Regions from separate parts of the Mus musculus genome. Here all the other regions are linked to region 4. The links are chromatin contacts, called in public HiChIP or PLAC-seq and promoter capture Hi-C maps. All regions are on one chromosome and are shown on one strand. The core of a region is the stretch at or near the end of the contact, and the rest is flanking DNA. Distances in the headings are between cores, read along the strand shown.

Evidence for each region. Promoter capture Hi-C pulls out the DNA fragments that hold promoters and counts their contacts. HiChIP or PLAC-seq counts read pairs in DNA pulled down with a chosen protein or histone mark. Capture Hi-C pulls out chosen DNA fragments and counts their contacts.
Region 1: a contact with region 4 is called in a promoter capture Hi-C map of liver, with 3 times the contacts expected there. The contact joins the promoter of Lgals3 here to the promoter of Cdkn3 in region 4. A contact is called at or near these places in 3 of 39 promoter capture datasets (the HPC-7 cell line and liver).
Region 2: an H3K27ac HiChIP or PLAC-seq map of hepatocytes shows a contact between it and region 4, with 11 times the contacts expected there. The contact joins the enhancer-like site here to the promoter of Cdkn3 in region 4. A contact is called at or near these places in 11 of 39 promoter capture datasets (the 3T3-L1 cell line, 3T3-L1-derived adipocytes, the HPC-7 cell line and 7 more) and 6 of 115 datasets of contacts at active chromatin or transcription factors (the NIH/3T3 cell line, embryonic limb bud, embryonic stem cells and 3 more).
Region 3: a promoter capture Hi-C map of liver shows a contact between it and region 4, with 5 times the contacts expected there. The contact joins the enhancer-like site here to the promoter of Cdkn3 in region 4. A contact is called at or near these places in 6 of 39 promoter capture datasets (the 3T3-L1 cell line, cranial neural crest, hippocampal neurons and 3 more) and 2 of 115 datasets of contacts at active chromatin or transcription factors (embryonic limb bud and stem cell-derived neural progenitor cells).
Region 5: a promoter capture Hi-C map of adipose tissue shows a contact between it and region 4, with 2.6 times the contacts expected there. The contact joins the promoter of Dlgap5 here to the promoter of Cdkn3 in region 4. A contact is called at or near these places in 5 of 39 promoter capture datasets (the 3T3-L1 cell line, the C10 cell line, liver and 1 more), 2 of 484 Hi-C or Micro-C datasets (B cells and CD8 T cells), 2 of 115 datasets of contacts at active chromatin or transcription factors (bone marrow-derived macrophages and large pre-B cells) and 2 of 9 other capture datasets (adipose tissue and liver).
Region 6: a contact with region 4 is called in a promoter capture Hi-C map of pre-B cells, with 4 times the contacts expected there. The contact joins the promoter of Socs4 here to the promoter of Cdkn3 in region 4. A contact is called at or near these places in 11 of 39 promoter capture datasets (the 3T3-L1 cell line, the C10 cell line, the HPC-7 cell line and 5 more), 2 of 484 Hi-C or Micro-C datasets (large pre-B cells and pre-B cells), 7 of 115 datasets of contacts at active chromatin or transcription factors (the NIH/3T3 cell line, astrocytes, bone marrow-derived macrophages and 4 more) and 1 of 9 other capture datasets (liver).
Region 7: a contact with region 4 is called in a promoter capture Hi-C map of liver, with 4 times the contacts expected there. The contact joins the promoter of Fbxo34 here to the promoter of Cdkn3 in region 4. A contact is called at or near these places in 3 of 39 promoter capture datasets (liver, neutrophils and pre-B cells) and 1 of 9 other capture datasets (liver).

The regions. Positions count from the first base shown.
Region 1 is chr14:47,372,610-47,376,306 of GRCm38.p6, forward strand. It overlaps Lgals3 (lectin, galactose binding, soluble 3), which reads left to right and starts at 1,251. Exons shown (of 6, transcript NM_010705.3): 1 at 1,251-1,343.
Region 2 is chr14:45,981,978-45,985,534 of GRCm38.p6, forward strand. No RefSeq gene overlaps it. Among named protein-coding and RNA genes, the nearest start is that of Gm34499, 240 kb to the right of the region's middle. Within about 2 kb of position 1,679, at least 21 of the 459 cell types and tissues checked have an H3K27ac peak or open chromatin away from gene starts, as enhancers often do. A contact at or near this core is called in embryonic limb bud, hepatocytes and liver, where this site is marked.
Region 3 is chr14:45,900,090-45,903,513 of GRCm38.p6, forward strand. No RefSeq gene overlaps it. Among named protein-coding and RNA genes, the nearest start is that of A530076I17Rik, 230 kb to the left of the region's middle. Within about 2 kb of position 1,317, at least 4 of the 459 cell types and tissues checked have an H3K27ac peak or open chromatin away from gene starts, as enhancers often do.
Region 4 is chr14:46,758,453-46,762,042 of GRCm38.p6, forward strand. It overlaps Cdkn3 (cyclin-dependent kinase inhibitor 3), which reads left to right and starts at 2,089. Exons shown (of 8, transcript NM_001360041.1): 1 at 2,089-2,196. The coding sequence starts at 2,188.
Region 5 is chr14:47,416,098-47,419,737 of GRCm38.p6, forward strand. It overlaps Dlgap5 (DLG associated protein 5), which reads right to left and starts at 2,310. Exons shown (of 19, transcript NM_144553.2): 1 at 2,012-2,310; 2 at 239-474. The coding sequence starts at 473. It also overlaps the pseudogene Gm8353.
Region 6 is chr14:47,275,034-47,278,460 of GRCm38.p6, forward strand. Socs4 (suppressor of cytokine signaling 4) reads left to right here and starts at 1,887. Exons shown (of 2, transcript NM_080843.3): 1 at 1,887-2,188. It overlaps Wdhd1 (WD repeat and HMG-box DNA binding protein 1), which reads right to left and starts at 1,824. Exons shown (of 25, transcript NM_001360532.1): 1 at 1,488-1,824. The coding sequence starts at 1,564.
Region 7 is chr14:47,470,682-47,474,253 of GRCm38.p6, forward strand. Fbxo34 (F-box protein 34) reads left to right here and starts at 1,880. Exons shown (of 3, transcript NM_001146086.1): 1 at 1,880-2,036.

The sequences.
Region 1 (3,697 bases), core at 1-2,500, 610 kb after region 4:
TGTGGCTTAAATGACAACATTCAAGAGTTGGTTCTCTTCTTTCCTCTTGAGTTACAGGGATCAAAGTTAGGCGTCGGGCTTTGTAGCAAGCACCCTTACGGGATTATGCTTGACTCTCTATACCCATATTTTCTCATGTCTAAAATGGGATTTGTAAGCAAGGGCACAGCGACATCACTGAATGAGTAGAAAGATAAGTTTATTGGGGCTCAAACCACCAAGGCAATAAACATTCCCCTGCCCCGGGTGTGGGGAGAAGTCAGCAGAATGGGGGGCTTTGAGCTGTTACAGGCTGTTGGGATTGACCGGGAAGCAGGTGCCCTTGCCTGAGGTAGTTGACATTGGGGGCAGACTAAGGGAGATCCCTGGTCAACAGAAACCACCTATAAGCTTCTGTTTGTGCAGCCAGAGTCCCTCTGTTTAGGACCAGCACTGGCATTCTGGGGGGCTGCTTTGGACCTAATAGGATTAAAATAATGCCAACTCCATAAATGTATGTAAAGCCCTAGGCATAGAGTGGGGTGCATAAGTGTTTGGTAGATATTAGCTGATGTATCTGAAGCTGGGGAAAAATTATCTTGAATATCCTTAACCACATCACTCAAGTTTTTAATCTATATAAATGGTTCCAAACTGGTTATCAGCCTCTTGCAAAAGCGGCTGTTCCTTGTAACTATTTTCATATAGACAGAGCTACACCCTGTCCTCTTGATTTAACTGCCCCTTGCCCGTGCTGTAACTCTCCTCCAATCTTTGAGAAAACATCTTCCTAGGAATCAATTCACACATTCATACTACTTCATTCATTAATTCATTCGTCCACATTCATTCATTCACTCATCAATCAATCAACCAACAAATACCTACCGAGAACCTACTATGTACCACATTGGGTTTACCCAGCCCAGCAAAATCCAGAGCAGGAGTGAATGCAAACAGGGGCACCTCTTACATCTCAGATTTGTCAGGGACACCTGCTCCTCCCTTCCCTCACACTCAAAGTCACTGCCATTTCTGCGGAAGGCTTCAGGTGAAGGAATTAGGGGCAGGATGAGACCCTGACAGGCAGCTTCAGACAAGGGAATTGGGTGAGTCTGAGAGTCTGGGTGCGGTCGGCTAGGGCCCACTGCGGGGCACAGGTGAGGGGCACAGGCTGGCGGGCGTGTCCCAGTCCACTGTGGGGAAGCTCCGTGGTCCGTGGGGCGCGGTCCAGCCAGGCGCCTGCAGGGCGAGGGATGCTGCCCCGCCCTGGGAGGGCGGGCCCGGGGAAAAGAGTACTAGAAGCGGCCGAGCCACCGCCCAGCTCTGACAGCTAGCGGAGCGGCGGGTGGAGCACTAATCAGGTGAGCGGCACAGAGAGCACTACCCAGGTGAGCGGCGCGGGGCGCGGGGACCGGTGCTGCTCAGTGCACCAAGAAAGGGCTGGGCTCCCGGGAGATGGACGGAGGTGACCTTCAGGGTCCCAGGCGCTGGTCTACCGCCTTGGCTCTCCTGCGGGTAACTCTCGGAGAAAGTTATTCACGACCTACATACTAAGTCTCTTTGGGATGGCGGGATGCCAGCGGGCCCTGGGCACTCCTTCGAAGCCCTGCGTTAGAGTGAGCCACAACCTACGGAGATCCACCTTGTAGCTGGCCCCTAGCTTGGCCATAGGGATCAGGTGCCTCTTCTGGCACGTTGGGGGTGGGGGTGGGAGTTTGGAGACTCAAAAGACATCGCCCAGGATTCCTGACTCCTGGAGGAATTCCAGCAGGCTCCTTTGGTGCACGTGGAAGCCTTCCACTAGAGATCTTGCTGTGTGGTGCCAGTGAGTTCCACCAGGTTCAGCGGAGGTAGGGGCTATAGCCACCCGCTGCGTGCTTGACCGCACAGGACAGTGCTGCCCAAGCCCTAGTGCGCATGTGTCGGGATGAAGAACTACTGTAACCTCTAACATTTTTTTGTAAGCCAAGTGACTCATTCGTGACCAGTGTGGTTATTTGTGCAATAACCTCTAGATCTGGGTGGAGGAAGTCTTGGGTGTGGCCGTGTTGGTCTCAGAGTGCAGACCCTTAGCGAGAGGCTTTCAAAGGTTGCATTTATGCTGAATTATGTTACTCAAGCACTATTGCAGGGAATCGAGGATGGGACGGGAATGGGTGGGGAGGGGGAGTTGAGACTGAGGCTTAGGATTCCGGCTAACCCTAGCAGGGAAGCAAGTGATTCCTATTTGAAGAAATTGGAATATTTATAAAGCGACCCCCGGGGAGTAGGGTTTCTGGATAATGAGAACATTTGGACTTAGTGACCCGGCTAATTCTGAGGAAAAGAACAGAAACCAGTGTGTAAAAACTATCACTTTCTGAAATTCCAAGATGTTTGCTTCAAGTTTATAGTTCCGTATTTTTATTTATTTACCTTTGGGGGCAGGGGAAGTATCTTAGTTAGGGTTTTATTGCTGTGAACAGACACCATGACCAAGGCAGCTCTTATAAAGGTCAACATTTAATTGTGGTGGGGGTGGCTCACAGGTTCAGAGCTTCAGTCAATAATCCTCAAGGCAAGAGCATAGCAGCGTCCAGGCAGGCATGGTGCAGGAGGAGCTGAGAGTTCTACATCTTCATCTGAAGGCTGCTAGTGGAAGACTGGCTTCCAGGCAGCTAGGATGAGGGTCTTAAAGCCCACACCCACAGTGACACACCTACTCCAACAGGGCCACACCTTCAGTTAGTGCCACTCCCTGGCCGAGCATATACAAACCATCCCAGGGAGACAGGCTGCCACTGCAGCCTAGGCAGGACTGGAACTTACTATGTAGCCCAGGCTGGCTTTCAATATTCAATCCTGTCTCAGTCTCCCAAGTGCAGGGGCTAACAGTGTAAACTACCACCCCCAACTGTTTCCATAAAACTTGAAGTTTAATAACAAAAGCCTTGCTTGTCTGCAACAACAGTCTTTGGTGGTGGTGGGGGGGGGAGGCAGTGCCCATCTGAAAGAATGCTAGTTTTTTTGTTCAGACAGGGCTGGTTTAGAACTTGTGATTTTCCAGGCCAGTACAACCACACCTAGTAATTGTCTCCTTCTTGGTCACTGATCATTTTTGCTTTGTTTTGCTTGTTTCTTGAGATAGGGTCTTACAATATAACCTTGGTTGGCCTCATACTCAGTACAGAGTTCAGGCTGGCCTTGAACCTATGCTACTCTTTCTCCCATGGTTTCCCGAGGACTGGGATTACAGATGTGGACCAGCCATCTTTACCCTAGCCTTTTCCCCTGAGATAGTCATAGTTATCTGTGATGGAGACTAGCCTCCTAAATTCAGAATGTTTAGGAGTTTGGTTTAAAATCTGCACTTACTCCATCTTCTGGGGAGGACATGGATGAGGTCTTTCAGGCTTAAGCTAAGAAGTATTTAATGGATGGCTCACTAAATTGTACACAAAGCAGAAGAGGTAGAGAATTGCTTGAGGGTTGACTGGAAAAATTGATCATTTTTCCGTAGAATGAGTCTATTCAAGGGTTCTCAATCAATGAGATAGTTCACTGGATCAAAAGCATTTGTTCATCATTTTTCGAGATGGGGTCTCACAGGCAGCCCTGGCTGGAACTCCATACATCAGGCAGGCCTGGGTCTATGACACCCTCCTGCCTCTGCATCCTGAATATGCTCAGATGCTTTCCAAAGAACTGTTCCTTAGGTGGGTGTGGGCGTAAGTGC
Region 2 (3,557 bases), core at 429-2,928, 780 kb before region 4:
AGACCTGCCTCTGTAAAACAAGGTGGAGGGAGATTCCCAATGTCAGCCTCTGGCCACCACGCGAGGTCACATGTGCAAGCACTCACACACATGTGTGCATATGCATGCACACACAAAATGCACATGTGCACACACACATACATCCACATGTATACACACATGCATGTAAACAAGCATATGACACATGTATATCCACATGCATACACATGTACATGCATATATGCGTATTCATATACACACATGAATACACGTGCATACACACAGACACAAATGAAAAAGCAACAGTTGCCTGACGCTACTTTCCCTCCCCACATTTGCTGTTTTGCATATTTTGTAATTATTCACTAGTTGTCTCTTTATTTCTTCTAACCATCACAGGGAGGGAAAGTAATCTTTCTGCTTAATCCCATGGTGTGGGGTGACACTCTTATAAGGCAGCAAGCCTCTCTACCATGGTGTAACAGCAGGCCTCATACTCCACACCCCATCTCCATAGGAACCAGGACTTTCCCAGACCAGGGTTGCAGTTTGGGTCCTGAATATTACGACTGGGGAGGGAGTAGAAGAAACTTCCATACTGGTGCCCTGAGGTAGAGAAATCAGAGTATGATTCTACTCCATCGGATCTCAGACAGGACAGAGTTTTCAAAGCAGCACCCAGGAATGCTGCCAATAAAGTCAAAGGGCCACCTGCACAATGGCCCAGAGGAGACAAGTCAGAGTTAGAGTCTGGGTGGAACTGAAGGATGGAAGGTCAGGAGTGATAGAGGAAACTTTTGAACCACTGCAAGAATGAGGTGCAGCACGGAGCCTGTCCTTCATGAATTGGCCACTGACTAATCAAAAGCAACTTGTAAGTGTGGCAAAATGATTAAAATACACTGCTGGGTAGATCCAGTGTACAGCCCACCTGATTGCCTGTGTGGAAAGGAACTTCACAAATGCGTTTGCTTTCTCAGTGCGTTCTGCATTCTAGGAAAGTGCTCTACTGCTGAGCTACAGCCTCAGTCCTCCAAAAGACCTATGAATAAGAGACACATCTAGCTCTACATCTTTAGTTGCCCACCAGTACTGAGCTAGAATCGATGGGAAATGAATGTATGTACGCTACTTTCCCTCCCCACATTTGCTATTTTGCATATTTTGTAACAGTTTGGCCAAGCGGCTCAGACAGCGGCAGCAAGTGGATTTGGCTTCTCTCTGTGGCTGGGTGAAGAACGAGTAAGACAATGGCTGCTGGAAGTTCACAACCAACCCAGGGACAAACCTGGGCCTGTTCCTGATCATCAAAAGCCTAAGAGTCCTTGCTTCACACTCCCTCTGACTCTTCATCTTCATGGGGCAGGGGCCTCGTGTTCTGCTTTACAGTGTGGTTGCTCTCGGCTCCCAGCCTGGGTAGGGCAGTGGTATTTGGTTAGTGTGGACTTTGTTCTAAACTCTTCTGGCTTTGTTTGTGTTGTGGAAACTCTGGCTCGTACTCTGCTTTGATTATTTCACATCCATGAGTTATATCCAGAAATCCAGGGTGCAGGCTCATGGAAAAAAATACCTAAATTGATGACTAATTTGACATCAGAAGTTTTTCAACCAGAAAAAAGTAGTGTACTACAGAGTAAGCGGGGCCACTCCACCCCTGGCCTCCTGCCCTCTGCTTGGAGTGAGACTTTCAAGTGTTCCATTGAGAGAGGCTGGGGAGTCACGGAGAGGAGGCCCAGCTATGGGCCCACACAGCAGACAGCCCTGGGCAGGGCACAGTGCTCACTCAAATTTACTGGGCACCACTTACCAAAGCTATTATGAAATACAGTCATAAGCTAGGCTCCGTGACACGTGCCTGTAAGACAGAGACAGGAGGATCACTGCAAGTTTGAGGGCAGCCTGGTCTATCAGTGAATTAAGGACCAGCCTGGGCTTTGTAGTGAGACTGGCTCAAAAGACCAAAGGGGTCTGGGTGGGGGTGGGGTGGAGGAAGAGAGAGGAAGAAGAATAAAAGGAGAAATGTTTGTTATTTGAAAATGATGGTTTAGGAGTGTGTGTGTGTGTGTGTGTGTGTGTGTCTGTGAGTATGTGTGTGTGTGTATGCGTGTAGTGTGTATGTGTGTGTGTGCATGTGTGTGTGTGTGTGAGTGTATATGTGTGTGTGTGTTTATATATGCATGCGCACTTTTGTATATATGAAGGTGGACAGGTGAGGACACCCTTGGGTGCCAGTGCTTACATCCCAACTTGTTTCAGACAGGATCTCCTGTTGGTTTTCTCTCTTCGTGCCAGGCTAGCTGGCCTGCAAGCTTCCATCTCTGCTTCTCATCCCGTCTCCCCATAGGACTGCGGAGTGTGCCACGGCGCCTACGTTTTGTGAGTGCTGAAAACTTGAACCAGGTCGTCACAGCACATGGCAAGCACCGCATCCACTGCGTGCTCTCTGAAGACCTTTTTCTTTTTTTTTTTTTTTAATTGTCCACATTTTTATTTTTACACCATAAGGAATAATTTCCATCTCACTCTCCCTATTGCTTTGCCAGGACACAGAGAAATGTCTGTGCTCAAAATGAAAGGCTCTTGTCTTCTTGGCTGAATATCAAGATTTTCCCAGATTGTCAACTCCTTAAGAGAGGAAAAGCATAAAAGCCAGCTGCAGAAGGGCAGAAGTGAGCTAACACGATCCAGGTGTTTCTAGTTTTCTCCCCAAAGACAGGAGCGTGTGCGCATGCCCTGTCGATCCTATCTGTGGGGCGCTGCCTGATAGCATCAGCCTGGCGATCATAGTTTCGATAGCAGCTGGCGAGTGGATCCCCAGTGTGTGGCAGCTGTAGCTCTCGGGTCGACACTGGTTGTGCAGGAGCATTCTGAAAGTTCATGACCTTGCATTTATCCTCCTTCCAGCTTGATCCATGCATATAAAAAGGATTTTAAAGTAGTAAACTTGTAAAGACATCTTGGGGTGGCCGTGCAGAGGAAAGGGTCTTCAGTCGCAATTCCACCACTGCCAGCCACGGGTCTACGGCAGTCTTCAACTGTCTGATCCACACAAATAAACCATGCTTCCCTTAATGCGCTAAAATAAAATGAATACATTCTGTTGACACAGATTTATTCACAAAAATCACCTAGGCAGAGGGCTGATACAATGCATTTGATGTTTGAAGGCTTGTTAAATCTGAAGTAACTTTCTAAGTGTATGTAATCTACAGTATTTTACAGTGTATGTGTGTGTATGTGTGCACGTGTGCTAGGTTGTGTGTGTGCATGTGTGTGTGTGGGGGGGTCAGAAGGCAGCTTATGAGAGTTGGTTCTCTCCTCCCACCATGTGGTTCCTGGCGATGGAACTCAGGCTTGGCAGCAGGCATGTCTACCCACTGAGACCTCTTGCCAGTTGTAGACTACATTCTGATAAACAACTACATTGACAGAAAGGAAAACAAACAAAAGAATACTCTCCTAGAATCAACACCAAGCTACCTTCTGAACCTGTCCATACCCATGCTTAGATGACACATTTCAAAGCATTTCTGGGTCCTGCAACCTGGATCAAATCTGCCCTGCCCATCCAGTGCTTT
Region 3 (3,424 bases), core at 67-2,566, 860 kb before region 4:
ATTTTCTGTATCTTTGACCTGCATTTCCTCTCCATCTTGTATTTTTTTTTTTTAACTTATAGATTTGGTCTCTCCACAGTGTCTCAGACTTCCTGGATCATTTGCACTAGAATTTTTTTAGATTTAACCCTTTCTTTGACAGAGGTATCTGATTTTTCTACCAGGGCCTAAGATCCTCTTTTTCATCTCGTGGGTTTTGTTGGTTAGGCTTGCCTCTGAGGCTCCTCTTTGTGTTCTTACACGTTTCCTTCCCAGGTTTCTCTCTGTCTGGGCTCTTTTTTTTTTATTGCATTCATTTCTACTTTCAGGTCTTGAACTGTTTTATTTACTTCCTTTCACTGCTTGCATTTTCACAGATTTCTTCATTTCCTTTTTGAGGACCTCTAGCGTCTTCATAAAGGCTGTTTTAAGACTTATTTCTTGGTCTCTAGCTATGTTGGGATTCTCAGGTCCTACTGTGACAGGATTGCTAGGGCCTACTGGAGATATTTTGTCTTGGATGTTATTGTTTTTCACACTGGCATCTAACATCTGGGCTTGGGAAGGTTATAAGTCTAAGTACAGATATCTGGTCTTTGTTGGGTGGGTGTTTTGTTCCTTGGTTTCTTTGCCCTTGTCTGGTCCTTAGGAGAGAGTTGTGGCTGTGTTGCTTGGTATGGAATTTTTCTGGGATCCTGACAAATGTAGCCACTGGAGGTACCACGCAATATGTATATTGGGAGCTGACACTCAGGGATGGGATGGGCTAGGAGGGATGGCCTGAGGATGTCCACAGGAGAGAGTAAATCAGGGTGTTCTATAAGGGCTTGCTTAGTCTCCCGGGAATGGGGACAGAGAGTGAGGAGAAGCCATAAGATGTCGTCGGCTACAGAGCAGGGGGTGAGGCTGGGGCACAGGATTTAGAGGAGAGGAGGGAGAGTGAGGATCTAAAGCTCTCCTATCTGCTTTGCCGGCCTACTTGCTTCTCTGTCAGGCTTGGCTGCTGTGCTCCCAGAGAAAGCCTGATGGAGCCAGGGCCTGGAATAACAGGATGGCTGGGAGGACGGTTAGAGGAGAAAATCTGAGTGCTCCACTCAAGATGGGAAGGAGGAGGCTGTAGCAGATAGTCTGCTACATAGATGGAGGTGAGACTGGGGGGATTGGATTTGGAGGAGGAGAAGGAGGGAAGATCTGCAATTAGGCTACCTGCTTCCCTGGCTGGAGGGACCTGTGGCTTCTCAGGAAATGCCTGTCAGCCTGGGGGTGGGCTTTTCAGGCAGGGTTTTTCATTCAACATAGAGCATGACAATTTGGCTAAGGTAATGGTTAGCCAGTGGGTTGCTAGGATCCACTTGTCTCTATTCCTGCAGCATTGGCCTTACAGACTCACACACAGCACCACACTTTTATGTGGGAGCTAGGGTCTGCAGTCAGGTCTTCCTGCTTACAAGGAAACCAACTTACCTCCCCAGCCTGTCTTGTGTGTTTCTTTAAGATTGGGGGACTGAGCTCATTTATGTTGTCTCTTGAGATCCAAACAATGAGAGAGGGAAATAAGTTGACCGCAGTCTGCCTTGGTAATGGTTCCTTTCATAGAGGATGGTCTCAAAAGTTTCTCAGAGCTCTAGCTGGCTCGGAGGGCCCACTGTCAGTGGAAAGTCTTGCAGTTGTTAGCTAGTGCTGTGGCCTAAGGCAAGCCATTTAACCTCTTGGTGTCTGGATTTCCTCATCTGTGAGCCATGGATAATAATACTTCCCTACATCCCAGGTGTGTTGGGGGCATTAATTAATGTTTGTCTATTGCTTGGGGATCTGAGATGAAAGGCTAGCGTTGTTACTGCCGGTTTGCTGCAGGCGAGACTAGATTATAGTCTTCCAGATGGGCTGCATATGGGAAGCGGTTTTAGCAGAAGATTTTTTTTTTTCCAAATGAAATGCAGGCTTTAAGGTTTGGGGGCACTTCAAAAGAAAAGGTGCTTATGGAACGTCATCCTCTCTCCCAGCTTCAGTGGCCTCAGGTTTTACATCACCTGAAGTCAGCAACCAGCATCCTGGGGTTCTAGATGCTAATTCACTCAGGAAGGCACACTACGATCCTTTCCTTTTCCCCAGTGACTTTTCCTCTGTGGAGAACAGCAATGATCGTATCAACAGGAGGAAGTTTATTGTTACATTGTTACAGAAAACTCTCAGTTCCTTGTGAGGAATACTTAGCATGTGGGGTCCATTGAACAAATTAGTCCCTTGTAAAGAGGATAAACAGTGACTGTTTTAACCACATTTGGACAAGCCAGGCAGGCAAGAGGTTTCAGCCTTTTCTATTTGCTTCACTGTTCCCACTCACACCGTAGTACCTCTACTCCATCCTCACCCCCCTATTCCTAACCCCAATCCCACCATCGGTTGAGTATTATTTTAAAAACAGCGTTTTTGTTAAAAAGTGCTAGTGTGTTCTTGAAAGCTTTTAAAGAACACTTTGAAGCAGGACTTCTGGGTAAGCAGACTTCGGAGGAGCTGGGCGCTTTCCAGCTCAGGAGGAAGAGGGTGGGAAAAGGCTCTCTTCCTTGAGCGCTAGGAACATTTTGATTTCTCCAAAACTGGAAAAAAATTGATACAATTTGAACATTTCTCAATTGGAAGAAATTACCTGTATCCAAGAACAAACAAGGACTTTCCTCCTAGAATACAGAAGAAAGCAAATGGTCACCCTAGCTAATTCAAAAAGTAGGGTGACTCTTCTTAGGGGTTAAATACATGGTGCTAAAAATCCATGAGAAATAATTGCCAGCGCATAGAGGCAGGGATGACAGTCAAGATTCTGCATTTGATTTTTGTTTACATAGATTTACTGAATATGTTCTTCGAATCAGGGAGTATTCTATGTACTGACAAATAAGCCATACAGCAGGTCCCTATTTTCATAGAGTTTATGTTTTGGAGTCAGAAGGCAGGACCATATAAAGAAACAATTGCAAAATTGGAGAGCTTGAGAGCGATTTAATCTGAGTATCTACAAAGGCCTGTCTGGAAGATGACTTTAAGCTGGTCAGGCCCGGAGTGACAGCCAAGTGTGAGACTTAACGTTATAAGATGACTGTTATAATGCAGCAGCTTCAGTGGGTATGAGATACAGGCTCAGATTCTAGCATATTCTTCAATGGAGGACCCAGCTGTCTGTTTCTTTTTCTATTTGTGTGTATGCATAAGTGGTATGCATATATTCATGTGTACATATTTGCATATACATGGATGCATGTGCATATGTGTGCAGGAACAAAGGCACATGTGTATATGATAGTCAGAGGTTGATGAGAGTCAGGTGTCTTTTGGAGTCACTCTCCACCCTACATATTGAGGCGGGGTCTCTCACTTGAACTCAGAGCTAGTCTAATTAGCTAGCTTGCTCCAGGGAATCTCCTATTTGTACCTCCCCAATGCTGGCATT
Region 4 (3,590 bases), core at 839-3,338:
CTATAGCAACATCATCTAAGGAAGCAGACTTACATTGCCAGACGTGGTAGCGCACGCCTTTAATCCCAGCACTTGGGAGGCAGAGTCAGGCAGATTTCTGAGTTCAAGGCCAGCCTGGTCTACAAAGTAAGTTCCAGGACAGCCAGGGCTATACAGAGAAACCCTGTCTCAAAAAACCAAAACAAACAAACAAAACAAATAAAAAACAAAAAAAAGCAAACAAATAAAAAAGACAGTACCTGTAAAGTAGCATTTCTTGCTTAGTTATTCTAACTTAATCTTCGATTTTGGATATGAGCAACCAATATGGACAGCATGAGTCTAAAATTGTTCACTGACTACAGAAAATCCCAGAGGGTCTCCATGTTATTTTGTGCACTGTACTAGCCTGCTTTATGTGTCAGCTTGACACAAGTTAGAGTCATCAGAGAGGAAGGAGTCTCAGTTGAGGATATCTGCTATGAGGCATTTTCTCAAGTAGTGATCAATGGAGGAGAGCCCAGCTCATGGTGGGTGGTGCCATCCCTGGGCTGGTGGTCCTGCCTGCTATAAGAAAACAGGCTGAGCAAGCCAGGGGAAGGAAGCCAGTAAGCAGCCCTCCTCCATGGCCTCTGCATCAGCTCCTGCTTCCAAGTTCCTGCCCTGTGTGAATTCCTATCTTGACTTCCTTCAATAATGAACAGCAATGTGCAAGTGTAAGCTAAATTAACCCTTTCTTCCCCCACTTGCTTTTTGGTCATGGTGTTTCGTTGCAGCAAGAGAAACCCTAACTAAGACATGCATTGACCTGGCTAAGCCAGGTGCTCAGATATTTAGAAAAACACTATTGTGAATATTAGGGGATGTAATTTACATTTAAGTTGGTAGACTTTGGGTAAAGCAGATTGTCTTCCAAGTTGGAAGCCTGGATATTACAAAAGCTAAGATTCTCTTAACACAAGGAGGATTCTTTAGCTTATGGTTTTCACAGTTAATTTACAGCACAGACTCTTCCTGGCCCCCACAACACTCTGCCTTTGAACTTGAACTTTGATCTGATCTTCTGAGTCAACAGCCACTAACCTCTCACTAGATTTTGAACTCACCAGCATTCCGAAGTCATTTCTTTTACACACACACACACACACACACACACACACACACACACACACACACAACTTCTATTTCTCCGAAGGATCGTGACTAATGCTATTTCTAAGTCAAATCGTGCTGTCTTCTTTCCCTAACTACTAGCCCTGTGCCCACTGACTTTGACATAAGGGTAAAAGAGGAAACTTCTGCTTTTCTCAAATTCCATGATACTATTGCTCCAGGTGACTTTCTTTCCCAAAGCCAGCTAAATGAAGACTGAAAATGGAAGGTGGGGGGGGGGGGGCAGGGGAGTTAATGGAGAGAAGATTCACCAATAAAGAGCGTGTCCTCTCAGAGAGGACCCTAGTTCAGTTCCTTGCGCCCATGTAGCAGGCTCAGAACAGTCTTATATTGGCGCTGATTAAGCCTGACAAGGTCGACCCCACCCCCAACCCCCATATCATTTTATCTCCTTTTCATACAATATTAGCACATTCCTACTTGGTGAACAGGAAGACTGATCTACACATTAACTTATGTACATCCTGGAACATCCAGAACATACAGAACATCCAATGTCAAGTATGCCTATGCTCTTTATTTAGTATTCTCCAAAGTATCTACATGACTAGATATGACAGCAATGTCAGTTTTCCCAGGGACACCTCCTATGCAAGGCTCTCCTCCACCAATTACCACGCCCTGAAAGTTAAAACAATTTAAAAGAAAATGCTCCCTATCCTGGTATCATTCAGAAATTAAGTCCAGAAAGTCTCCAAAGCGCTGGACTTGTGAGGAACCACTTCGCCTCGCTCCGCCTCTCGCCACGTCCACGCCCTCAACTGGCGGAGGGGCGGAGCCCTCCAAGCCAATCCCCTTTCTTCCGGGCCCTCCTTCCGCGCGTCTTTCAAAGACTTCCTCTGAACCAATGAGTAGTCAGAGGCTGAGCAAGGCCCCGGAGTAAGAAACAGAGCGAGGATATGATTGGTTTCTGGAACGCCCCGCGCCACCTCCTACGTGGGCGGACCAATGGACTGACGGGGGCGGGCTCTTCGCGGGCGGTGTCCTAAAGGCTGCGAGGGCGGCGGCACTGGTTACGGCGAGTGGCGACCCGCGATGAAGCCGGTGAGTGGGGCTGTCCGGGACCCGAAGGATCCTCGCCACGGGGCCAGACGCTGGACCGCCTCGGCTGCGTTGCTGGGCGGCCAGCGGTGCGATTCGCACAGTAACCGCCCTGCGCGTCGGGGAGGCTGAGTGGCAGATCTGTGGCACTGCGGTTCGCTGCCCACCTGAGGGGCCTCACGACGACCCTGCCAGAGAGGGCCAAGCCATTCAGCTTGACAGCTCAGATGCAGAGGCTGTCACGGCCGGGGTTGTGGGTGGCTTGATGCCTCAGATGCAGAGGCTGTAACGACCCCGTTTGTGAGTGACATCACGATAGCCACCCTCCCTCAGAAAGCTCAGGGCACTGCGTCTTGTTTCCTGCAGGTCAGAATCCCTGGGCCTGAGGAAGGCAGGGACGTCTAAGCCTGTTAGCATTTATCCACAGCAGGCTGAGAGGGGTGGAGTGAAAAGTCACACAAGCTTAAAATCTGGTTTTATAGGAGAAAGAAAAGGGGTCTTAGCCATGACTTGGAAGCCCCACCTGACATATCGTTTCTACCTCATAGCTGACACTCCACTTAAAGGCTTCATTTGGGTTCCGTTGTGTTTTATACCAAAGAGCAATCCAAAGAAACCGCAATCTATAATTTCAGCCAGTTATCACCTGTTCCTCCAGCAAGACCTTTCTAGAAGAGCTTGAAAGCCAAGCAGTCAGGTGGTTACTCTTGCAAGTCTTGTGTCCACTGTGTCAGCTGCCTACCGACTGCATTGTTGCCAGAGGAAGAGTGAGCTATCTGACCTCTGGTATAGAGGAACTGAACACACGTAGAGCTCGCTATTTCCTCCTCTCTTGAGATCTACCTCCTCTGGCAAGCACAAGTGAGTCCTCTGTAGTCCACTGCTGCCTGGGAAGGGGTAGATCTGGATGGATGTGGGAATCACACAGCCGCAGTCTACTTTCTCCTTTTGACATTCTTTAAAACTAATATTTTTGTATACACGTGTTGTTCAAATGTCTGATCTCAGATGGTTCCAATTAGGGAGTGGAAAGGGTTTTTTGTTTGTTTGTTTGTTTGTTTTTGTTTTTGTTTTAGAAAGGGGATGAGCAGTGTCCACTGGCTTTGTCTCTTCTGGGTCATCTCTACTGAATACACAATCCTCCACCCTTCCACCCATATTGTGTTTTCTTTTGAGCCAGCCTGGCCATGTATACCACTGCTCTAGAACTTGTGCCTCAGTCTCCCCAATGCTGACATCAAAGCTTTGCACCATCATACCTGCCTTAGCTCTTGAATTTTCACACTGACTGCTTTAACTTCCTAGTCTACCTACAAACCTGCAGGTTCTTCCTTCAGAGCTTAGCTCAATGGTCTCTAAGAAACCCTTCCCTGTTCCCTAAATGCTCAGTCATTCCT
Region 5 (3,640 bases), core at 1,060-3,559, 660 kb after region 4:
CAGGTTTCTCTTTTCCTATTTATCTGCATGTGGTGTGCCAAGGGGATGTATGCACACCTTACCCATGCAGGAGCCGGCAAAGTCGGATCCTCAGAAACCTGAGTTACAGACGAACCACCATGCTAGGAACTGACCCCAGGTCCTCTGCAAGAACAGTGAACACTCTCAACTGCTGAGCCATCTCTCCAGACCCCTTGCGTCTCAAAAGTACTTACAGTTACAAAAGACCCTTCCTTACTTGTTTTGGAGCTGGCCTTCTCTGGAGAGAGGTCTTGCGATGTCTCGTGTATATTACCAAGCTCTCGCCCTTCCAGTGGAATGTTGACGTCCTTCAAACCGAAGTGTCTGTTTCGCTCATACACCCTGTGTCTGTTCTCCTTCTGAGACAGAGACTTTCTATGAGCCAAGTTGGTTCTAACCATCTCAGTGCTCGAGTCTTTCCGAAACCGACTGGCAAAACGTGACACCAGCATCCTGCCAAAGAGGAGAAACAGACACCAACATAAATGGATTTTCATTTTATTATTTAAAAAAAGTAAAATAAAATCTCAGGTCAGGCTGTGGCAGGCAGAAGGCTCAAGCGAGCAAATCATGTGAGCTTTGCATAGCCTGGGCTAAAGAGTAAAACATTCTCTCAAAGAGATAAATTAGTAAACTAATAAAAATGATCAAGACTTCAATCTATCTCCTACACCACTCTGCACTTCCTTGAAATGAAAATATTAAAACTCACAATGGAAAAAATATGAGTAGATATGAAAGTAGAAAAGTCATCACAGATGAGATACCACGGCCTATTTGGGGGTTATGAGTAGGAAGTAAGTAAGGTCTGAAACCCACCTAGACCCTTCATCGCAGCATCACCCTACTGTGATGAACACACTCCTGTGACTTTAACACCTGGCTAAAGCTGGCCTGATAAATACTGTGCAACCACAGTCGGAAAACCAAAACAAGAGGGCCTGCTCATGGTCAGTCGGTCTCAGCTCCAAAGGAGGCTGGTGGGAGCTATGTGAAACCTTGTTTTAATCCTCTCCCCACCAAAAGAAAAAAAGGAAAAGAGAGAAAGTGTCAAACACAACTACTAGAGAAAGAGTTTAAGCAAAACTTGTTAACACGGTTGTCTTAGACAGGGTGTCAATTGCTGCAACAAAACACCATGACCTAAAAGCAAGTTGGGGAGGAAAGGGCTTATTCAGCTCACACTTCCACTTTGCTATTCATCATCAAAGGAAGTCAGGACTGGAACTCAAGCAAGGCTGGAACCTGGAGGCAGGAGCTGGTGCTGAGGCCACAGAGTGACCCTTCTTACTGGCTTGCTTCACTTTCTTACAGAACCAAGGATTGCAGCCCAGGGATGGCTGCCACCCACAAGATGCTGGGCCCTTCCCCATTAATCATTAACTGAGAAAATGCCTTACAGCTGGACCTCATGTCGTCATTTCCTCAACTGAGGTCCTTCTTCTCTAATGGCTTGTGTCATGGTGATGGTCAAGTGGACCTCTCAGGTCAGCTCCCCTGCCTGTGCACTCATCTTAAGATTCTCCGTCTAATACTTACAGCAGGTTAGAGAGAAATGACAGCGTCTTCAGGAAAAGCAGAATCCACTGACACTTGTGGGCTATTTTGGGAGGTTACTAGCATACAGGTCGGGTAGAGTCTCATCTCTAATACGCTGTCAATGCTTTAGGATAATCTACATTTTTCATGCCAATTTTTTCCAAAGGTTTTTTTTCTTGTTGTTTATGTGTATGTCTATTTCTGTGTTGGGGTGGATGCATACTGGTGTCCAGTAGAGGGTGTCGGACCTCTTGACGCTGGAGCTACAAGGAGTTTGTGACCTGCCCTACGTGGGATGCTGGGAAGCTAACTCTGCAAACAAGTGCTCCTTCCTAACTGTTGAGCCATCTCACCTAGGCCATTTTTAAATTTTTTCGGGACAGTCTCGTCCCAGGCCATTCTCGAGCTGGTATGCAGCCACGGAGGACCTTGAACTCTTGATCCCACTTACCTGAAGCAGTTTCTGGATCCACAACAATGTCGCAACACAGAAAACTCCACCGATCCGCAGAAGGAACTCCCGGACCGACCCTTCACGGAACTGAAATTTCCCGCTGCCAGCCGCTGATTGGAGGGACTTTTGCCAACACTTCCGGAAGCTCCCGCCCCTTCCCCTCGAACGAGGCTTGCGATAGGTTGGTTCTGTGCGACATTTAAATTGTTTGGAAGGCAAAGGGTTGGGAGCGGGAGGGCGAGGGGGAGGAGGGAGGCGGTAAACCCGCTAGGCGTGGCAGCGACACACTATAAACTCAGTGGGGCGGGCCGCACTTGTTGGCTCTTCAGGCCGGTTTTCTTCTTTCCTTTTAAACGTGTTTGTTTGTTTGTTTGTTTGTTTTGGTTTTTAAGACAAGGTCTCACTATGTCTGGGAACTCACTATGTAGACAAGGCTGGCCTCGAACTCACCGAGATGCTCCTGCCTGTCACTGAGTGCTGCTGGGATTACGGGCTGAGCATCCACGCTAAAAAAAGGCAAAGGTTTTAAGTTAAACGAGATCATTTATTCCATTTCTCCTTCTTTTCTAAGGCAAAATTAACGTCTGCCTTAGAAATCAACTGAGATTTCTAACAGACACATAAACGAAGGCACACATCCCATGAGATATCAAGAAAACAAAAACGCCTGGGCCAGGACAGCTGTGCTGACCATGTGTTTGTAGACTGATCGGTATCCAGTAGACACCGGGAAGATAAATTAGGAAAGAGTTTGTAAGTTTGGCTTTTGCTTTTTCCCTGCCAACATCTTGGGAAAGAGGACCAGCTGCCTGCAGCTCTATAGCAGCACTGAGACCTCTGGGACATACAAAGAGAAAGATGAAGATAGGTAACTGACATAATATTCATGGTTATGTTAGATCTGATGGGGGAAAGAAACACCAATTTCGCGAGTGGCTGATTAAAGCAAGCTATATCTGATTAAAGCAAACTGGCCAGCCAGCTGCGGTCTCCCAAAGTGGAGATTTCAGAGAGCAGCCCCTCACTGGCTTTTGAGGTTCTTTTTATGGGAATGGGTCAGGGTTGCTAAAAAAAAAAAAAAAAAAAAAAAAAAAAGAGCCGTTGGAGATAACTGACTCTTAGTGCCTTTAGCATCTGGGCCAGCGGGAGAGTGAGCCACTCGGGGTTCAAGGCTACCTATGGGGTAGATAAATGCAAGAACACAGCATGTGGAAGGGGAGTCATCACAGGTGTTCAGGAACTTAACAAGGCAAAGGGGTGGGCGTACATCATGGGGTCACAAGTTCAGCATAGGTTGAAAAACATGGTTTGCAGGAAACAAACCTGTTCTTGTAAGGTGTTAAAAGACACCTTAAGACGTAGTAACAGTGTGTGACAATGTGGTTCCTGTTTGGGTTTCACTGTTGTTTTAAAATAGCTGAGACTGGGGGCTGGAGAGTTGCTTGGCAGTTGAGAGCACTTTCTTGCCCTGGCAGAAAACCCAGGCACCCACGTGGTGGCTCACAACTCTCTGTAACTCCAGTTCTAAAAGATCCATCACATTCTGACCTCTGTGGGCAAAACACTCATAGGCAGAAAACAAAATAAATCTTAACCCACCACCACCACCCAGGGACCCAAAACTGA
Region 6 (3,427 bases), core at 637-3,136, 520 kb after region 4:
GGCTCTTCCTTGGCATAAAATTATTTCTTGGTAATAACGTGAGAGAAAGACGAGCACATGATTTCTGCAACAGCAAGGACTGTGTCTGCTCAGCCACCATCACATCCCCAGTACCAGCTCGGGACACACAGAGACTATAACCAATGTCTGAATATATGAGCTCAACGAGTACCCCAAAAATTATTAAAATAGCCATGTGAATAGGTTATTGCTTGTTTTTCAAACTTCTCATCGCCTAAGTGCTTTTGTTCATTCTGTTTATGTCCTATCTGGACACATAAAAGTGCAAATTAAATAAAAACAGTAGAGGGCTAATGGCAAAAAAAAAAAAAAGATAAAAAAAGGAAGGAAAGAAAAGGAAGGGAAGGAGAGAGGGAAGGAAGGAATATGAATAAAATAAATGTTTAGAAGAAAAAAAAGATTAACTCCCAAATTGGAAAACCCAAAGGGGGTCATAGGAAAGTGTTCATCAGTGTAGTAGCCCTGCCTGTAATCTCCGTGCTTGCCAGGCAGAGGCAGCCTCAGCTACACGTTAAGTTGGAGACCAGCCTGTGCTTTAGGAGGCCCTCACTAGGACACCAGCTTCTAGGCAAGAATGGTCCACTTGAGTGGGCATGCGTGACATGGCTGCTATAGGGGTAACCAAGTGCTTTTTGGATTTAAGGTCTATTCCACAAAGGGGAACCCATTCTTGGTAGGTAAACCCTTTCAAAAGCCCATAGCAAGGGGAGGTCTCAGGCCCTAGGGGGTACACTACTGCATAGCTAAATTGCATAACCTCAAACTGCTGTCTAAATATTTATGTACATTTCAAATGCTACCCTCAGCCTTTATTAGGGAAGCCTCAGCCGGCCTGGAGCACGCCTTTAATCCCAGCACTTGGGAGGCAGAGGCAGGCGAATTTCTGAGTTCGAGGCCAGCCTGGTCTACAGAGTGAGTTCCAGGACAGCCAGAGCTATACAGAGAAACTCTGTCTCGAAAAACCAAAAAAAAAAAAAAGAAAGAAAGAAAGAATTAGAGAAGCCTCTATTTCCAGTAAATGGTGGTGATTGTAGAGCCTCATGACCGCACAAGGTGCTGACAAGAAGCGACTTCTCAGTATTGAGCCCTAAACTAGACATTTACATTATGTCCTCTAGTACACAGGGGACACTGTGAAAGAGGAAGCTGCAAAATTCCATCTCCTGGGCACGACAGTCATTGCAATTTACAGCAACTGCTGATGCTTAACTGTCTCATAAAATAAACATGACACCGAATGAGGACGTGAGTGGCGGGAAGGCACTCCTCTGGGTAAAGGATTTTAATTTTCGTGAGGTCCTAGAAGTGCCACGACAGTTCAAAGCAAACAAGCCTCAGGGCAGAGGCGCTCCTTGTTTATTCCTTCCTCTGTCCCTCCGCATCGGTCATCTTCGACCGGCTGTCCATACCGAGAATGACGGCTAACATTCACGCTGGACCCGTCCTTTGTTTCCAAAGACGCTTACCTTCCAGAATCATCAAAGCAGACTTCGGTGTGCCCTTCCGTATGTCCGTACCTCATGGGCTTCTGTGTGGCCGGCATCTTTCCCTACCTGAGCCGTTTTGTAAGAACTGGTATTTTTTTCAGTAGGGCGATCGTCCTCTCCGCGCCGTGCAGTCCTGTTTCCCTCACCCGAGGAGCCACAGCACGATGCAGCGGAAGGTATGTCACACACGCCCGGGAGATGACAAGCTTTCCCCTCTGCAAGCACGGGCAGCGGGGGCGAGGAGCAAGCGGTGTGCACCAGCGTCTGCTCTGATGGAAGCACGGAGCCGCTTCCCGCGCTCTGGCGCGCTCGCCCTGTGCGCATGCGCGGCCCGCCGCCGCCCAGCCCAGGTCCGGCCCGAGGTCGCCGGGTGGTGGCGTCAGAAGCGCGCCGCCTCGAAGCCGAGAGCTGGTGGCTGGGGCCGCTCTGAAAGAAAAGGTGGGAGCCGAACCCGGAAGTGGCGGCGGTCCCTGGAGAGCAGGCGGAGGCAGCGGCAAGTCTGACTCTGGGCTGACCGTGGAGCCGGGGCGGGGGCTGACAGCCAGGCCTCCGCCTGGCGGGAGCCGCACGAGGAGCGGGAGTGGCCGGGCCTCTCTTCCGCGCTTGAGCGAGCGCCGGGTGATGGCGGTGGTGATGGCGGCAGGCGCTCGGACAGCTCCGCTTGAGCTGAGCTCGGAGAGGTGAGAGGGGGAAGGGTGGCGGCGAGGGCTGGGGTTTGACGCCTGCCCTTTCAGGATCTCCTCCCGAGCCACCGTAGTCGCCTCCTTGAACCGATCGAGCTCCTCGGGACCGGGTTAGGGACAGACCTTGGCAAGCCTTTATTCTTCACGCCCTTCGTGCCCTCAACTTTGTCATTTCTGTGGTAATAAAGGATGGACTGATTCTTGTTTCTTGCGACTCTAGCTAAATAATGCTAAAGAGAGTTAACTTGGGTTTTCTATTTAGTTCCGACCAAAGTTTACCAAACTGCTTTTAGATCTAAAAGGAGAGGTCTAATTTGTATTGTTACAGGTTTCTGTTCATCGTGGCAGTCGATAACACATCCTCTACTAAGTCAGGTCTTGGCCCGTTAAGTTTATGCTTTTCTTGTTTCTTCACGTTCTCCATATTAATAAATTGGTCTGTTGAAAATTATGATTTTCGGTGATAATTGGGGCTTTGACGGCGTTTTTGTGGTACCCACTGTACAGTTTCAGTCAGACTTATTTTTATTACCGGAAAACTCTACAGAGGTAGATCTAGATAACTTATTAAAAAAATTGCAAGCTTAGTTATTACTCAAACCGTGGTATTCTTGCTATGGTGGCATTTTGTAAGGCATTTCTAAGAACCTGGGTTCCAAAAAGACACTCAGATTTGTATATGAATAAAAAGGAAGAGTAGTTGGCTCAAGTAGAATCTGAGATTCTTTTTTAAAAAACAAAACAAAACCCTATTGTTAATTTCCCACAAGAATAAAGGCACCTGAGACAATGACTTTTGAGTAACTTACTTTTATTTTGAAATTATTGTTTTTAGACAGGCCAATTTATAATTCTTTTGCCCAGTACCTGGACAATAAAAATGAGTAGGTACAGTGTGAGGTTCAAGTTGAGCTGATGATACTCATCTATATATTGAATATATTGTAATGGGATTTCAGAGTAATGCTTTTCAGAGCTCACCATTCAGAAACTTGCAAGTGGGAACAAGAGTTATTGATGTAAATACTTTAGACAGTGCCTGTGATACCATTTGATTTTAGAACTATGAATGATGTCAGCACACCTGCCCGCTCTCTCTGCCCTAACAACCAAGTCAGTATTGACAGGTTAAGATAATATTTCCTTTGCTGATTTCCCAGGTATGAATAAGCTTAAGCCTGATGATTAAACAGTTTCGTTTTTAATTTTAACTCTAACCTGTTGTATGACCTTGAG
Region 7 (3,572 bases), core at 630-3,129, 710 kb after region 4:
AAACCCAGGTCCTCTGTGAGAGCAGCCAGTGCTCTTAACCACTGAGCCATCTCTCCAGCGCTACAAGATAAGTCCTTAATTTCTTAAGATGCTTTTGTTAAGTATTTTGATCATGGAAATGAGAAAGGGATACAGCCCAGGAAACCCGGTACATGCTAAGTAGCCCAGAGTGGCTTTGAACTGCCACAACCTCTTGTCTCAGCCTTCCAAATTCAGGGATTACAAATGTGTACTACCATGCTTGGCTTAGTTTTATATTTTAAAATTGCAAATTTGTGTGTGTGTGTGTGTATGGAGGGTTTTTCACATACTCCAGCCCACGCATGTGTGTGTGTGTGTGTGTGTGTGTGTGTATGTATGTGTGTGTGTGTGTGTATGTATGTGTGTATGTGTGTGTGTATTTGTGTGTGTGTGTGTATGTGTATGTGTGTGTGGTGTGTGTGTGTGTGTGTGTGTGTGTGTCTGTATGGGTGGTATTCACATACTCCGGCCCACATGTAGAGGACATCTTTTCATCCTACCAGGTGGGTCGTAGGGATTGAACTCAGGGTGTCAGGTTTAGTGTCAGTACCTTCATCTGCTGCAGCATCTCACTGGTCCTATTTCTACATTTTGATTCTTTAAGACTTCACACACACGTTTCACAAGAGGTTTTTTATTTTCTGATGTGAGGCTGTTTAAAAAATTTTGTGTGTATAGCTATTTTGCCTGCACATGTGTGCACCAGATGTGTGTCTTGGATCCCCTGGGACTGAAGTAACAGATAATTGTGAGCCACCACGAGAGTGCTGAGAATTGAACCTGGGTACTTTAGAAGAGCAGCTAGTGCTCTTAAGTGCTGAGTCTTCTTGTTGTTGTTGTTTTTTTTTTTTTTTCTTTCACTGATAAGTTTACAAGGCTCTTGTAGATTAGCAGTTTAACTTTAAAGTTTATGTACTTTCTGGTAGGTACTTCTGCCATAATTTTATGGAAAATATATTCTTTTGTAAAAATTTTTTTTATGTGTATAGTGTTTTGTCTCCGTGCATGCAGTGTTTGTGGAGGCCAGAAAAAGACGTCTGATTCCATGAGGCTGCAGTTACAGACAAGTTTCGAACCACCTTGTGGTGTGCTGGGAATTGAATTCCCCTGGAAGAGCAGCCAGTGTTCTTAACAGAGAGGACCCGCGCCCTGCTCCCGCTGATCCCAAATTTGCTTTGCCATTGAGGGTGACCATGAACCTGTGGCGCACCTGACATCACCTCCCAAACTCTGGGATTACAGATATGAAGCAACATGCCCAGTGTGTAGGACATCAGGATCAAACCCAGGGCCATGGGCTTGCTAAATAGCTCATTTTAAAAATTTGAAATAGATGAGCCGGGTGTGGTGGCACACGCCTTTAATCCCAGCGCTCGGGAGGCAGAGGCAGGCGGATTTCTGAGTTCGAGACCAGCTTGGTCTACAAAGTGAGTTCCAGGACAGCCAGGGCTATACAGAGAAACTCTGTCTCCTAAATAAATAAATAAATAAATAAATAAATAAAATAAAATAAATAAAAATAAAAATTGAAATAGAACCATACGCTAGTGGTAGAACCAAGATTAGAACCCAGACATGTTGGATATCTAACAGGGTCAAACGTATTAAGGCTTCTGGAGCACCTGGGAGTGTTAATGAACTTGTCACTCTAACTGTGCTCTAGGGTTAGGGTCCTTGTTGTGCAGTGACACTCAAACTCCCCAATCTCCCGCCACACCAGGCTTGTAGGCGCTTGTCCTGGCAGCTCCCATCTCTCCCCACAGCGCTCGCGGCCGCCCGCAGGGGGCGCTGGCGCACGCAGGCTTTGCGGCCCCGCCCCCGGGCAACCGTCGATTGGGCCGGCGCGTGATGTCACGCCGGTTTAGCCAACAAATGGGTTTCGGGGCGAGCGTTGGGCTCCGCCGCTCAGCGCTGAGCTCCTGGTCCGCCTCAGTGTCGGGGAGCGAGTCAGGCCTGCCGCCGCCGCATCGGGCTGCCGCAGCCCCGGGCCAGGCCCTGGCCCGGCAGAAGCACAGGTGGGCCGGGCGAGGGCGCGGGGCTGCGGGGCGCGGGGCAGGTGGACACCGTGGCGGCTCCCGCTGCTCCCCGCGGCAGGGCCGAACGTTGGGGGCGGGGACCGCGGCTCGCCGTGCTCGGGGTGCCGCCGCCGCAGCGTCCTCCAGAGAGCCGTCCTCGCGGCCTGGCCCCGAGGTCGTGCGCCCGGCTGCTCCCTGGGCCCGGAGTCCGGCGACCCAAGCTAGGCCGCCGCGGGTGGGCTGCGTGCGGGGCGCGGGGCTCCGGGTGTCCCCGTGCAGGTGAGCGGCGCGTCTCCTCCACCCTCCCCGGGGGGCCCTGGCGTGCGAGCCTGCGGTGGTGAGGTCACAGTGCCGAGGCTCGGCGTGCGGGTGATGTCAGGGCTCTACCGAGACAGACCGTGATGTCACTGCAGGCCCCGAGTGGCGACCTTGGCGCGCGGAAGGGCTGGGAGGACCCGCGGGGAGAAAAAGGAAGTTCGGTCCTAGCAGATTTGAACCAAAATCTTGGGATCTCGGCTTCGTACAGTTTGGATGTAATAATTGTCAGGTGCTTAAACTTCATTTCGGAGAGCATCGGTAGTAGTACAGTTTAAGGACATTCGGTTTAGATATGAGGGATCTTGGGGGTTGGGCGTGGAAGGGGTATTAGGGTGTTCACTGTGCCTTCAGGAAGCTAAACTCAGTTTGATGGTTTGATGTAGCAGTTGCTGGGAAAGGGTGCGCGGGGGCTGAACCAACTGGAGGGCTGATAATTTAGTTGGCTTTATCTTTTTTTTTTTTTTTTTTGCCAGTGATCTGCTTGTTAGCGAATGACCAAGGCAAGCAGATCTTGAATGAACTTTGTCTTGCAAAGAAGGGGAGCTTGAATCAATCCAACATTTTTCTTAAATAATAATCCCCCGATGATGTAATTTATCCTGGTGTTTCTTGCCCCCCCCTCCCCCGTTTTATCAGGGACATTTGTTTTTTTCTGTGATTATAGCTCAGCAATAAGCCTCTGCTTTGCAGCCCACCCCCACCCCAAGACTAGGCTGTAACGTAATATAACACATCTGAGGACTACCTTTGGGGTCAGGCGACTTACATTTTGTCAGTAGTGCTTCCGAATGTGAAATGATAAATTTTAGCAGGTGATTTTGTGAATGTTGATTTTTCTCAGGCTTTGAAAAGATAGTAGACCTGCATAGAAGCACTGGCGCACTGGCGGTCAAGCACACATCTCTTGACTGCCCGTAGTGACACGAGGGCCCAGAAGCAGTTACATAGGACACTTCATACTAAGAGGGATGGAGGGGAAGAGTGGAACACAGTAGGCTGGCCATGCTGTCAATGAGAAGAGAGATGGCTAGCGCATGCCGGGAGCAGCCAGGTGAACTTTGGATCAGGAGATTAGTGTAGGTCGGTGGTACCAGGTGCTGTTCATCAGGACAGTAATCCCTAAGGCACGTCAGAGCTTTACAGCTGCCCTGCCCGGCAAGGAACCTGGATGACTTAAAGGCTCTGAAGGTCCTCACATTCTAGTGTCTAAGTAACCCA